Linked DNA regions of Mus musculus: regions 1 and 3 are each linked to region 2. The links are chromatin contacts, called in public ChIA-PET and HiChIP or PLAC-seq maps. All regions are on one chromosome and are shown on one strand. Each heading gives the region's core, a stretch centred on a gene start, on an enhancer-like site or on the middle of the called end of the contact. The rest is flanking DNA. Distances are from core to core; before and after follow the strand shown.

Region 1 (4,085 bases), core at 440-2,939, 420 kb before region 2:
AATTACTGATGCTGTTTCTGCCACATAGGGATAAAGAGCCAGACTAGAGTTTCTCAACTGCAAAACTGACCAGCTGTATGGCCTCCGCTTTCCTATTGTAGGGAGAGACTTTCTGTTTCCTTGGCACTGGGCTGTTCCAGGGGAGGCAATATCTTCCTAGTATGTCTCCTAGACTCAGGACAAATGAAACAAGGTAAAAAGATCACCCCAGGTGAATTTGAGAACAGGTCACCAAGAGCTAGATTTTGCTTGGAAATAAGATGCCACCATTTGACACATGTAAGGGGATCCAGGTATTCTCATGACACCTTCTTGAGGCTCTTCCGTTGATGTCACAAATCCCTACGGTCAATAAAGTACTTGTTGCACAAGCACGAGGACCTGAATTTGGATCCCTTAGCACTCATGTGAAAAGGTTATGGTGGCATGACCTTGTAATTCCAACATTGGGGAGGGAGAGACAAGCTGGTCCCTGGGGCTCCATGGTCAATCGGCATAGCTGAAAGCATAGAGCTTCAAGTACAAGGGAGAGACTGTTTCAAAGGAACAAGGTAGAGGGCTCCTGTACAAGTGATGTTGTGAGTTGACCTCTGACCTCCACAGGCGCATGCATTCCTCCTCTACCGACAAATGCAAACCTTGTCTTTATTATCTACACAGAGCCCCACCCCATCCCGGAAAGTCCTCCGGCCATGGCCAGCAGGTACCATGTGCCTACTTGCCTTGGCCTCAACCCAAGGACAATGTTCGAGGATTTGAAGTTCTGGAGCTTTGGGTTCCTAATATCAGAAGGCCTCTGGACAGTGTTTCCACAAGCTACAGGCAAGAGATTTATTGCCCGCCAAGCTTGAACATCGATGGTGTTCTTTTTCCTCGTCCCAGAGCCTCTGAAGGAAAGCAGAGGGGCCCGTTGAACTCTGAGCTGCCTGTGGAGGGAAGGAATTGTCCACAGCGGTTGCATTGAACTGCTTCCAATGGTGAACATGCTCCCAAACTGACCAGCCTTGAAACAAGCCATCCAAGGTCAGAATGATCTTGAATGGATCTTTGCCGTGCCAGAGCCCCACCTGCTCTAGCGATGCCCCTGGGACTCAATATTGTACGTGGAGGAAGGGTGGGTGGAAGATACATCTAACCCTTTAGGGAATCATCTCTGTGGCAGAGTTTGGGGGACAGGGACCTTACTAGTCCCTGGCTCCTGGCCAGCCAGCTGCCAGGGGAGGCTAATGAAGCCCTATCAGTTCTTTGCCTTGTCCTTCCCTCTGGTTAATGGGGGTGGTCTTCACGGTGGCCGAATTGAGCCCAGGAGCCTGGAGCAGAGCCCTTAATGAGGGCAGCCTGGTGATGAAAGGCCCCTTAAGCTTCAGCCACCATTACTACACGATGAAATAAATGCAGTCGGGCTCAGAGCTGCACACGAATAAATTTGAATAGCAAGACACAAATGCGGCCCTTAACTCTGACGCGCAAATAGAGTTTAATACCGAGGTAAACTGAGACCGCTTTTATTTATTGCTGTGTAAATGTATTTAAAAAGTATTGGCTTTGTGCAGCTACAGAGGCCGGCTCCTCCACAGCCTGGCACTTTCATGCCCGCCGCTGTTATTAGAGCTGTAATGAATGGGCCACTCTGAGTGTGCTCTTCAGAAGGGCTGCAGAGGTACAAGATTAATGGGGTGACAGCATCGAAAGGTACAGACAGCCCCTGTTTCCCAGCCGTGGTGCGCTGTCTACAGGAGCACCTCTGCCTTTGTTTGCTCTGCAGTGGCTGTGAGGCTGCTGTGGATAAACGTTGGCAGGAGCCAGGCTCAGGGACAGAGGCTGCAAAGTGGAGGCAGCCCTGAGATCAGGGAACCAGGAGCCTGCAAGTCCCACTAGCCACCATGCTGGGGTCCAGCACCTTCTCCCTGCAGGGGGCGATCCCTTGTTAGCTACTAGCTGTTCCAGCTACTGCCCCCACCCCAGGCTGCACTGCACCTGCAGTCAAAAACACATCCACACTTGTTTTTGTGTCTGACCATCCATTGCCTCCCCACTCTTTCCTTTTTAGGGATCCTCTCATTGCTTCTGAAACCCAGTAGCAACCACATTCAAGGTGGGGAGTTGAGTGTGCTGTAGAGCTGCTTCGTAGAAAACGGCATGGTGCATTTAATATCCCTCTGTGGATAGGTCTGCAGGGCAGGGTGGTCAGATATTAATGCAAAAGTGAGCTCGGGCAGTGGTTCAAAGGGGGTGGAATGTCCTGAGCTGGGAATCCGCAAATCACTTACAGAGAAATTACTTAGAGGGTTGAAAAAATGAACTAGTATCTCACATCCCTAGAAGGAGGGTACTGAACACATTTTATAGATATGGACCACAGGGGCAGAAAGAGAAAAATGTATACCCAATGTTACACGGCAGAGGTGAAAATGACCCTCTTCAGTATATCAGGGTGGTGACATGCCATGGCTGGCTGGCAAAGCCTTCTTTCCTAACGTTCACACTTCAGTAATGGCCTGGGTAGCTTGTGAAGAACGGATGCTGGCTAAGGAGCAGGGATTTCACCTCTAGGCTCAGGGATGGGGATCTGGCAAAAGTACAGCAAGTAGAGGCTGTGTGAGCCGGGTAAGTTGCTCTGCCTCTCTGAGCCTCAAGTTGCTCATTTTTTTCAACATCCAATGCTGTGCGCTTTGCATAGAAATGCATACACCTACAATACTCAAACAACACGTGGCAAGGGGATGGATGGGGAGATGGCTAGGTCGGAAGGCACATGTGTAAGCAGTAGGACCTGAGTTCAAACTCCAGCACACAGGTAAAACGCCATGTGCTGTGAGTGTGCACCTGTAATCCCAGCACAGAGACGTGGAGCCAGGAGGATGCCTGGAGCCGAGTGACTTTAGGCACGTGGTGAACTCCAAGTTCAGTGAAATCAGGTACTGGGCAATACGGAGGACACTTGACCTTGACTGCTGGTTACATGCACTCTCTTCCTCTCCTTCCCCCTCCCCCTCTCTATATATCACATACACATGCACACACATACACATGCACACACATGCACATATGTACACATGTGAGACTGCATGTACTCCCCCACAAAATATGACACACAACAACACTGTTTTTGTGTGCAATTGGATGAACATAGTTAACAATAATATTGTAGATCTCAAAATCAGCACATGAGAGGTCTTTAAATGTTCTACACATAACAAACAGGTCAGGATCTAAGGGGATAGAAATGTTATTGTCTTTGTTTGATTATTATACACTGGATTCACAAACACTGCAACCATAAAAATGAATACTTACTGTCCTGGTTTGGAGTCAGGGGAGACAAGGTTTCACTACGTAGCCCTGGCTGTCCTGGAACTTGTTCTGTAGACCAGGCTAGTCTACAGAAACCCACAAGGATCTACCTGCCTCTGCCTCCCAAGTGCTGGCATTGAAGTCATGTACCACTATACTCAGCTAACTGAGTATGTCTTTAATCCAAACACAAGAGAGGCAGAGAAATGACTTGGTAAGGAATGGGACATAGACATGTGTCTCCCTCATTTAGCTTTAGCAGACAATAGTGGAGTGGCTTCCCCACACATATACAAGAGATCCAGCAGGGACCTCAGGCCCTAGCACGTGCCTCTCTCTGAGCTGCCTGTGGATCTGCTAAGGATCACCAAGAGGGGTGATAGGGTGGGCCAGGGACTTAGTGGAGGATGACCAGGCCTGGCTTCACTGGAGGGGCATCTTAAAACATCTTAGGAAATTGGAAAATGAGTTATTCATGGGTCTGATGACAAAACTTTCCAGACAAACACTCCAACACTCAGCATCAGACTGAACAACTCTAGTCCAATTCTGCAAGCTGCAGGTAGCCTCAAATGCTTCAGTACTATAGAGATAGAGAGGGCAATTTAGGGTCATGGTGGACTGAAGGGACTTAGGACGGCCTGGACATGAGCTAGGGCAGTGCCAGGGACAAATAGCACGCTGGTGGGTAGATGTGTACCTAAGCCAGGAGGAGGCAGCAGGTGGGTAAAGCTGGGGCTCCCAGAGGCAGAGGTAAAACTGACCCAGCTCGTGCCCGAGCCTGAACCTAC
Region 2 (4,176 bases), core at 264-2,763:
AGACTCTGCTTGGGGAGGGGGGCGGGACTTAACACCAACCACAAATTGTTTGTAAACTAAGGCACTGATGGCTACGCTAAGCACTCCACCCATGGCCACACACCCAGTGGAAGGCAGAGCCAGAATGTGAACTGGCCCCACCTGACTTTCAGGCCTGAGCCCCAGCCTCAACCATGGGCATAGGGAGCCACCTGCATCTTTACAGGGATAGGGCTGGCTCCCTGTTAGTTCCCATAAGACAGGGAGCTGCTTGGAGAGCCACAGCAATGCTATCTGCAAAGCACCTGGGCTCGGCTCATCTTATTTTCTGACTAGTCGGGGTAAGTCCAGGAAGAAAGTGTGTAGAGTAATAAAGAGGGAGGATGGATCCTTGCCATCCAGTGGGAGCTAGCCTTATCCAGGAATACCAAAATGGCCAGCATATCCCATGCTGTCAGCTGTGGCACAGGACACCCAGGTAGGAGCCTTCTTAGCATCCTCTAAGGTAGTCAATGTACCCAGTTTACTGTAGCTGCAGAACCAAAGAGAGTCTTCTGTAGGGCTGCCTGAGACCCACAGCTCCTATGAGAGGCACAGGGAGAAGCCATGCTGAACTGGATAGAACATGAGACATCAGGAAGAAAGCCAAAGCTAGTCCCATAGCTGAGCACTCAGGTAGAGCTCCAGAGAGACTCCTAGGAGGCCTGTCACAGGACAAAGCCCTGTGGGCACACCTTTGTTTGATGGGCAGTGGGGAGCCAGTGAACGTTGAGTTAGTAGAAGAACACAAGGCTATTTCTTCTCAGTTTCCATGGAGGGGATATTCATGTTGGGAACCCCTTCTACAGAATAGTTGCCCTCTTGCAAGCCCAGCCTTTAAAATGGAAGTCTAGTACGGGTGGGGACTAGCATGTTCAAACTGTTCATCAGAGATGGGATGCTAGGGTGGTAAAGAGCTCATTGAACAAGCCAAATGGAGATGTTAAGGGCCAGGGACTCTGAGGATGCAGCCATTGAGTGTCTCCTGCCTTGGGGGGAAACCAAGGCCTGGAGTTGAGAAGTGTTTGTCTAGAAAGGCCCAGAGCCCTTAGAGTAAATGCATAGCTCTGGCCTCTATCCGCCACAGCTCCAGTCTGCACCTGTTCTCCCGAGGGAGATCTCTTCCTGCATGTCTCTGACCTCAAGCCAAAGACGATGCATGAAACCCGGAACAGCTCACCAGGATCAGAGCAAGAGACAGTGAAATCCTTCTTTTACCCCTAGACGTTGAGGCTGCCGCCCTGGCTGGCCCGTTATAAGTGTGCAGTGGTCCACTGGCATTGCTGCCACCCTGGGCCTAGAACAGTTCCACTGGGTTGGAAATTTGCCAGCCTGGGTTGTGGTCTGCAGAGTGCTCCTGGGTGCTCAGCTGCTCGCAGCGTGAAATATGATGGGTACCTGTGGCTGAAGCTGCTGGAGGAGTGACATCCTGAGTCTCCGTGCAGCCCAGCCTGCACACACTGCCTAGCAGGACCTGTGAAATGAAAACATGTGTTTCCTGCTGGAGGCCGACACGGGGCTGGGCTCCATGCGGCCTTGGTAAGCTGGCCCGCTCTCAGGAAGCCCTGCACCACCCCCACCCCACCCCACCCCCCAAAGCAGTGCCACAAAAACAGTGGAAAAGTGAGCCTGCTCCAAGGCTGTTTCCACTGTAAACAGTGGCTCTTCAGCTGGTCCCCAGCCTCCTGAGTCAGGGCCAGACTCCTCCACCCTGCCTGAGAAGTACCTCAGCTGCCCTCCAGCCCGACAGTGGCCCACTCATAGAAGAAGCTCTCTGAGCCTTACTTGCACTTTAGATATAATCTGTCAAGACCCCTTTGTCTTCATGCACAGCCTGTGAAGTGAGAAGGCAAGTTCAGGAAGCACATCGGCACACAGAGAAGGACAGAGCATGACCAGTGTCACACAGTAAAGACAAGGCTGACACAGTCTTCTTCTGGGACTGCGGGTCTCAGAGAAAGATTCTGAGTGGTGTTCACTGTCTGATGCAACCTGGGTTTCTTTGAGTTTGTGCCATAAACTCAGGAAGGCAGCAGCATTTAGTGGGAGCCACATCTTCGTTGCCGATTTTAATAATGTCCTGTTTTCCTTAGTAACGCGTGTTACTTGTGGCCAGCCTGACAGTCACAGAAGTGGAAGGAGAAAAACAGAACTGCCCTGACTCTGCCCAAGGGTTCCTTCTTGCCTTGCACTGGGCTCCCCGCCTCCCCCCCACCCCCTACCCCGCCTTGTCACTTCCTAAGATCCTTTCATCTGTTGATCGTACGTCATGAGCAGATTTTGAGGGTCACTGTTTTTAAAAACCAGGGTTCTTCATGGCCCCAAGGAGAGAATGAGAGTACGTGACAGTTAGTTTTCTCCTGCCCACACTTGCTAGGATGGGTGCTACCAAGGATGCCATGAGGAGGTGCCCACCCTACAAGGAAGCTTCTAGAGAAGGTGGATTTACATGGGCCTGGGAGCTAGGTACCAAGAGGCTCAGTTTTGTAGTTTGACATAGGTTGCCTGTGGTTCACCCTGAAGCCAACTCAGCTGTGCCCAAGCTCTTTCTGTTAACTGCAAACATGACAATGCCTTCCTCCATTCACTTGGTCCAGATGTCAGTATCGAGTGCCTTCTGTATCTGTGTGCAAATGGTTAGGAAAGCCAAAAAAAAATAAAAAAGGCCTCAGGCCCCCACCTTCCCCTCCTGTCACCCGCTATGCCCCAGAAACCCAGCCAGGTCCCTCTTTGGAACCCTCACCAAGTCAGATCTGGAGGCCAGCTGGGCTGTGGGGGCAGCAGAGGTTCCAGGAGGAGCTATCTCCGGTCCCCTCCATCCGCCGACGTCCTTGGTGGCCCTGAGACAGCTTTATGGAGGACAGATTGAGGCTGTCTCCCTCCTGGCAGGTTTATTTCTTCATCTTTCAAACCCTGCTCTGATTTTTTCCACCTTGGCCTTCCCACCCCCACTGGCTGCCTGGCAAGCTTCCTCTCCCTCCCCGTCATCTGTCAGCCTGGCGAGGCAGAGGGCCACTGGCCTCCCAGGTGATTGACTTATGGGAGAGGCAGGCCAGGCTCTGCAGGAGTCCTTTTGGCTTCCTGCCTGGGAGAAGACTGGGGAGACTGGTAGGGTGGCCACTGTGAGCCATGAGGCCCCAGTGTGTCTCCACTCCATTTAGACAGCCCTGCCTGCTGGCCAGGCCACCCCTGCTCAGGCCTCAGTTTCCCTTCCGGAAGGAAAGGCATGCCCAGAGCTAGCAGAAGGCAAGATGGTCAGAGCAGCCGACTTCTGCCTCATTATGGAACACTTCCTAAACGATGCTGTCACTGAGCTGGAGATCAGAGATACATGGAGGAAGAAGAGAAGGGAGATACACATTTATAAAGAGCCTACTGCGTGCAGCTACCACCACCCCTGCCCCCAACAGCAACCTAAAGAGATAGTCATTGGTAGCAACAGGTCAGAATTATTTTGACAGGTCGGCAGGCTTTACTTATTTGCTGTTAGTTATTTTCTTTTCTTTCTTTTTTTTTAAAGATTTATTTATTTCATGTATGTAAGTATACCTTACTTACAAGTACACCGTCGTACACAAGTATAAGTAGTTACAAGTACACTTACAAGTACACCGTCGCTGCCTTCAGACACGCCAGAAGAAAGCATCAGATCCCATTACAGATGGTTGTGAGCTCCCATGTGGTTGCTGGGATTTGAACTCAGGACCTCTGGAAGAGCAGTCAGTACTCTTAACCTCTGAGCCATCTCTCCAGCCCAGTTATTTTTCTTAAAGACAGTCTTGTTATGCAAATCAATCTGGACTTGGAGGCAGTATGTAACCCAGGATAGCCTGCAGCTCTTAGCTGTCCTATTGTCTCAGTGTCTGAGTGCATGGATAACAGGTCTGTATGGCTTGCCAGCCTTGGCTGTGTGTTTGTAGAAGCAAGGGATTCCGGACCCCTGGGTCCTATAGATGGTTAGGCAATGAGGTAGAACTCAAAAAGAACTAGGGGAACTTGATTGTACCAAAGAGAGACCAGAGACACAAGCTAGAAGTAGAGCCCTGTTCTGCCCAGGTCCTGTATCCTACTCACTCTTTGTGGCATTGAGCCACTTCTGATCTGACTGTTGGCAAGAAGGACTTGCCATTCCAGCTGGCACTGCCCAGCCTGTGCTTG
Region 3 (4,343 bases), core at 215-2,714, 390 kb before region 2:
TGCTGAGCAACCCTCCTGATCGGTAACTGTGGTCTAGGTTAAAGACAGGCTACAGTGGTTTACCTCCATTGTCAATCTGGCTACAGTTAGAGACTCCTAGAACACAGAAACAGACCTTTGGGATGTCTGAAGATATTTTCAGAAAGGATTAACTGGCTATAGGTAAGATCCACTGGAATTCGGACCATACCACTCCTTATGGGATAGAGAGGGAGAGATGGGAGCTCCAAGTACAGAGATTCTCTTTGTTCTTAGCCCCCATGATGTGAGCTGTTCTACATCTCCACACTCTCCCATCATGATGGAGAGAACCCTCTGAAACCTTAGCCAAAAATACAGCAAACACACACACACACACACACACACACACACACACACACACACTAAAATAGCTGTACCAACATTTTGGTCACAGTGACAAATAGGTGACTAATATACCCAGGGCAATACTCATGGCTTGGAGGTAACTCTGTTGGGTTATTGTGCTTTGACAAAGAGCCTTCACTCTCAAGCTGGGTGGGGCACCTGGCCGGTCTTAGTGATGACAGGATTACATGGTTACATGGAGAGACGAACAAGGTGCTAAGAGACACCAGAGAATAACTGTGCTGCGTGTCAACCTTGGCACCTTGTCCATCCCTCTTTCTGTTCATCCCTCCCCTGGTTCACCTTAGCTGATCTCCTCACTGATCTTTTCCCTCAAGTCCTTCCCCTTTGCCTCCTGTCTTCTCAAAAGGACCCATCACTGCATATCAGAGCCATTTATGATCTACAGGGACATCTTGTCTGACTTGTACACTGCTGCAGCCCATTCATAGCACCATTCCACATTCTAGAATAAAAGTGGGGAGGAGAGAGCTGGGCACAGACATTCATGTCCCAGCCCCTTTCTCTGCTTCCCAGATGCTTCCTTAAATGGAATAATAAATAAATGATCATAAGACCGAGCCTGAGGGAGGTCACTGAGAGTTGAAACCAAAGAGGCCCGGGGAGGCCAAGGCATCACATCAGCCCTGCATGGAGACATTTGAGGGCTTCCTGGAAGAAGCAGAACTGAAGCTTGGAAAAGTCTCTGACTGTGAAGCATAGGCTGCCCTTCTGTACCCTTTATAAGCTCAATATGACTGTATATTAATTCAGGGTGGCAGACAGGATCCCACAACCACCAGATTGTTTATATTGTACTTGATCTTTGAACTAAAGTCCATGTTTAATGGAGGAAGCTTTGGAGGCAGAGGGGCATAGGCCATGGTAGAGTTAGGTAGCACTCTCTGTTCCTGAGAGCATCTTTTGGAGACCATGTCCTTGGATATTGCCAGACACTGGTCCAACCTCTTTTATCCTGGCTGTGCTGACACAGCTTGGTCTACTGCCTTCTTTTTATGCACACACTCACCCGACACTCACATCAAACCCTTCACAGCTAGGAAGGCTCTGAAGCCCCATGTGGGCATTCTCCACTGGAGGATGTGGGTATCACACCCACAGCCCTACAAAGGAAGGTCGGGGTCATCATTGGGCTCAACACCCAAGGAGCAGGCTTTGAGCTTGCTTGCACCCCAAGAGTTAAGGAGTATTGTCTCCTAGTGTTTGAGGGGGGCCATGTTTTTCAAGAATATTGTCTCCCAGTGTTTGAGTGGATCAGTGGTTTTCAGCCTAGCAATTTCATCACCACTCAAGCGTGAAGTGTGATCTGCAAGATGTGTTTGTCTGGCATCCAACCTCGGCTCCACCACATCCTTCCGAATTTCTCTGAAACTCAGCATCTTCCTCTGTGGAACCTCCCTGAAATGTCTGTTGTGCTTTCTCGAGAAAACTGATATTTTACTTTTTTTTTTTCGGTTAACCAACGTTTCTTAGAAACTAAAAGAAATCATCAAGACCAGGGTGGGGCCTAGGGAGCATAGGGCATGGCAACCTATAGACCAGGGAGTCTGCCAGCTGGTCCACCTGAGAAATGTGAGAGCTAGAAGAGAATACTCAGGATGCTGATAGCAAAGAGAAGGTATGCATCGGTGTGACGTGAAGCACCCTGTAGCCCTGAGGTGAGATCCCAGGCATGGCAGTATGGAAGATGTTGGCATAAAGTGAAACAGCATTTTAGTCAAAAACCTAAATTGCTAAAATTACCTAGAAAGGTAGACATTTCATCAGATGAAACCCCAAAGAACTTGGAGGGAAAATTTAAAGGATTGTATTGCTAAACATTTTTTTCACTAAGGAAAAAAAAGGCTTAAATAGCTTTGTAGAATGGTTTGTCAAAAGATTTTTTAAAATAATTTCAAGAGATTAAACTGTTTCCAATGTCTATACACTTTTCTAGGGTGTCTAAAAATGATATCCAATTCATTTTTATTAGTTGGAATATTTTTCATTTGTGTGTGTGTGTATGCATGCTCGTGTGTGTGTGTGTGTGTATGTGTGTGTGTGTGTGTGCACGTGCACAGCGCTATACTGTAGACTCTGGAGGCCAGATGATGGCTTTGGTCTTGGAACTGAATTTACAGATGGTTGTGAGTCACCATGTGGGTTCTGGGAACCAAATCCAGGTCCTCTGCAAAAGCAATAAATGCTCTTACCCACCAAGCCACCTCTCCAGCCCCACCCCACCCTGCTACCATGTTTACTGAGACACAGTCTCTTCATTGAACTTACAGTGTGCTGTTTTAGCTAGACTGGCTGGTTAGTGAAACCCTGGGACCCTCCTGTCTCTGCCTTCCCAGGGCTAGGCTGTAGTTATAGATGTAACCCACCACTTATATCATACATTGAGTGCTAGGTAGCTCAACCCGGGCTCATGCCTACGCAGTAAGCATTTTACCTTCTGAGTCATCTCCCTTGCCCCAAGTTGGAATAGCTTTAATAACTATGCCTGACAAATACAATATACAAAAACTAAAAAAAAAAATCCATAAAGTAACATTACTAGGGAATTTATATGTAAAAATTCTAAATAAATATGTATATGTATCAGATTTCAGAAGGGTGTTAAAAGAATAATGAAGTATGATTAGGCAAAATGTAGTCTGGGAACATTAAGTTCAAAGACAATTGACATATGCAGTTAAAAATAGTAAGAGAAAGCATAATTGTACCTTTGTAATCCTATTCAAATGTATTTACACAGAAAGTTCTGTGAGAACGGAAATTGTTAGACTGGATTTGATCAAAATAAGATGCCTTTGCCCTTCTCAGGACCATTGAGTATATGAAAATATGATCCACAGATGGGGGAAATAATTGTAAGATGTGTATCTGTTAGAGAAAGAGTGTGTATCTAGAATATATCTGAAACTCATATGCCCCAACAAAAAGGAAACGACACACAGTCTTGAAAGAGGTGGAGTATCTGAGCAGACCTCCACCAAAGACTACACATCAGCAGGCACTAGTCACTGGAGAAGAGGCACACCACCGTTGGTCAGAAGGACATAACTTTAGTGTAAGATCAAAGTCATGCCCAGTACATGTCTGTCAAATGACTCTAAGGAGCAGGAGTAGAAATACCTAGGTAGGAGCAGGAGATGAAGAACATGGGTGACCATGTGCCATCATGAGGGAGACTGATGACAGTGTGAACACAGGAGCAGGTGCTGGGACAGTAGGTGAGGTCTCAGGTGTGCTGCTGTAGGATTTCCCATCACAGACAAAACTCACCCAATGTGCCCCTAAAGTGATCCAGTTTTACCATAGATGCCTTGCACACAACAGTGCTGATCTCAAACGGTTCTGGAAAACTCTTTAGCATTCTGATTCATTGCTACCTCTGCCGGTCAGAGAAGTGATGTGTTTGGCTTGTTTGGGATTGTCCCTGCTTTCCCTCTCAGTGTCTGTCTACTAGGTGTGGAATGTTCTTTAAAGTCTCCTAAGGAGGACCCTGTGAGAATCGTGGAAGACACCATCTCTAACACACACCATCTCTAACCCAACCTCTTGTGTGGGATGGCTACTCAATAAGCAGAAGGATTCCTCTTTGTTTTCTAACCCTCTTAATTCCTTCTCCTTAGCCTAGCTATGGACTCATGCTCCAGAAACACAAAGCATTGCCCTCCATCCCCTAATAAGTGTCATGCTTTTGCAGGACCCATCTTAGGTAAGTTTTCTATTACTGTGATAAAGCCCTATGACCATAATTAACCTGGAGAGAATAGTCATTCCAAGTCACCATCCATTACTGAAGGAATCAGGGCAGGAGCCCAAGCAGGAACCTGAAGTCAGGAACTGAAGCAGAGGCCATGGAGAAATGCTAGCTCCTTATGCTTTGCTTGGCCTGCAGAGACCATGGAGAAATGCTAGTTCTTATGCTTTGTTTGGCTGGCTTTATTTTGTTTTGTTTTTGAATC

What was found. HiChIP or PLAC-seq counts read pairs in DNA pulled down with a chosen protein or histone mark. ChIA-PET counts read pairs in DNA pulled down with a chosen protein or histone mark.
Region 1: a RAD21 HiChIP or PLAC-seq map of pro-B cells shows a contact between it and region 2, with 4 times the contacts expected there. The contact joins two enhancer-like sites. A contact is called at or near these places in 5 of 39 promoter capture datasets (embryonic stem cells, liver, pre-B cells and 2 more), 2 of 15 datasets of contacts at CTCF or cohesin (large pre-B cells and pro-B cells), 13 of 484 Hi-C or Micro-C datasets (B cells, ECoMG-derived neutrophils, astrocytes and 9 more), 8 of 115 datasets of contacts at active chromatin or transcription factors (astrocytes, effector CD8 T cells, embryonic basal ganglia and 4 more) and 1 of 9 other capture datasets (embryonic stem cells).
Region 3: an RNA polymerase II ChIA-PET map of memory CD8 T cells shows a contact between it and region 2, with 48 read pairs. The contact joins two enhancer-like sites. A contact is called at or near these places in 1 of 484 Hi-C or Micro-C datasets (pro-B cells), 7 of 115 datasets of contacts at active chromatin or transcription factors (the 230-238 cell line, effector CD8 T cells, extraembryonic endoderm stem cells and 4 more) and 1 of 9 other capture datasets (embryonic stem cells).

The regions. Positions count from the first base shown.
Region 1 is chr14:25,122,417-25,126,501 of GRCm38.p6, forward strand. No RefSeq gene overlaps it. Among named protein-coding and RNA genes, the nearest start is that of Gm32224, 3.6 kb to the right of the region's middle. Within about 2 kb of position 1,690, at least 20 of the 459 cell types and tissues checked have an H3K27ac peak or open chromatin away from gene starts, as enhancers often do. A contact at or near this core is called in pro-B cells, where this site is marked.
Region 2 is chr14:25,545,913-25,550,088 of GRCm38.p6, forward strand. All of the region lies in intron 3 of Zmiz1 (zinc finger, MIZ-type containing 1), which reads left to right. Among named protein-coding and RNA genes, the nearest start is that of Mir3075, 14 kb to the left of the region's middle. Within about 2 kb of position 1,514, at least 73 of the 459 cell types and tissues checked have an H3K27ac peak or open chromatin away from gene starts, as enhancers often do. A contact at or near this core is called in the 230-238 cell line, effector CD8 T cells, memory CD8 T cells and 1 more, where this site is marked.
Region 3 is chr14:25,160,412-25,164,754 of GRCm38.p6, forward strand. No RefSeq gene overlaps it. Among named protein-coding and RNA genes, the nearest start is that of 4930572O13Rik, 19 kb to the left of the region's middle. Within about 2 kb of position 1,465, at least 27 of the 459 cell types and tissues checked have an H3K27ac peak or open chromatin away from gene starts, as enhancers often do. A contact at or near this core is called in the 230-238 cell line, effector CD8 T cells, memory CD8 T cells and 1 more, where this site is marked.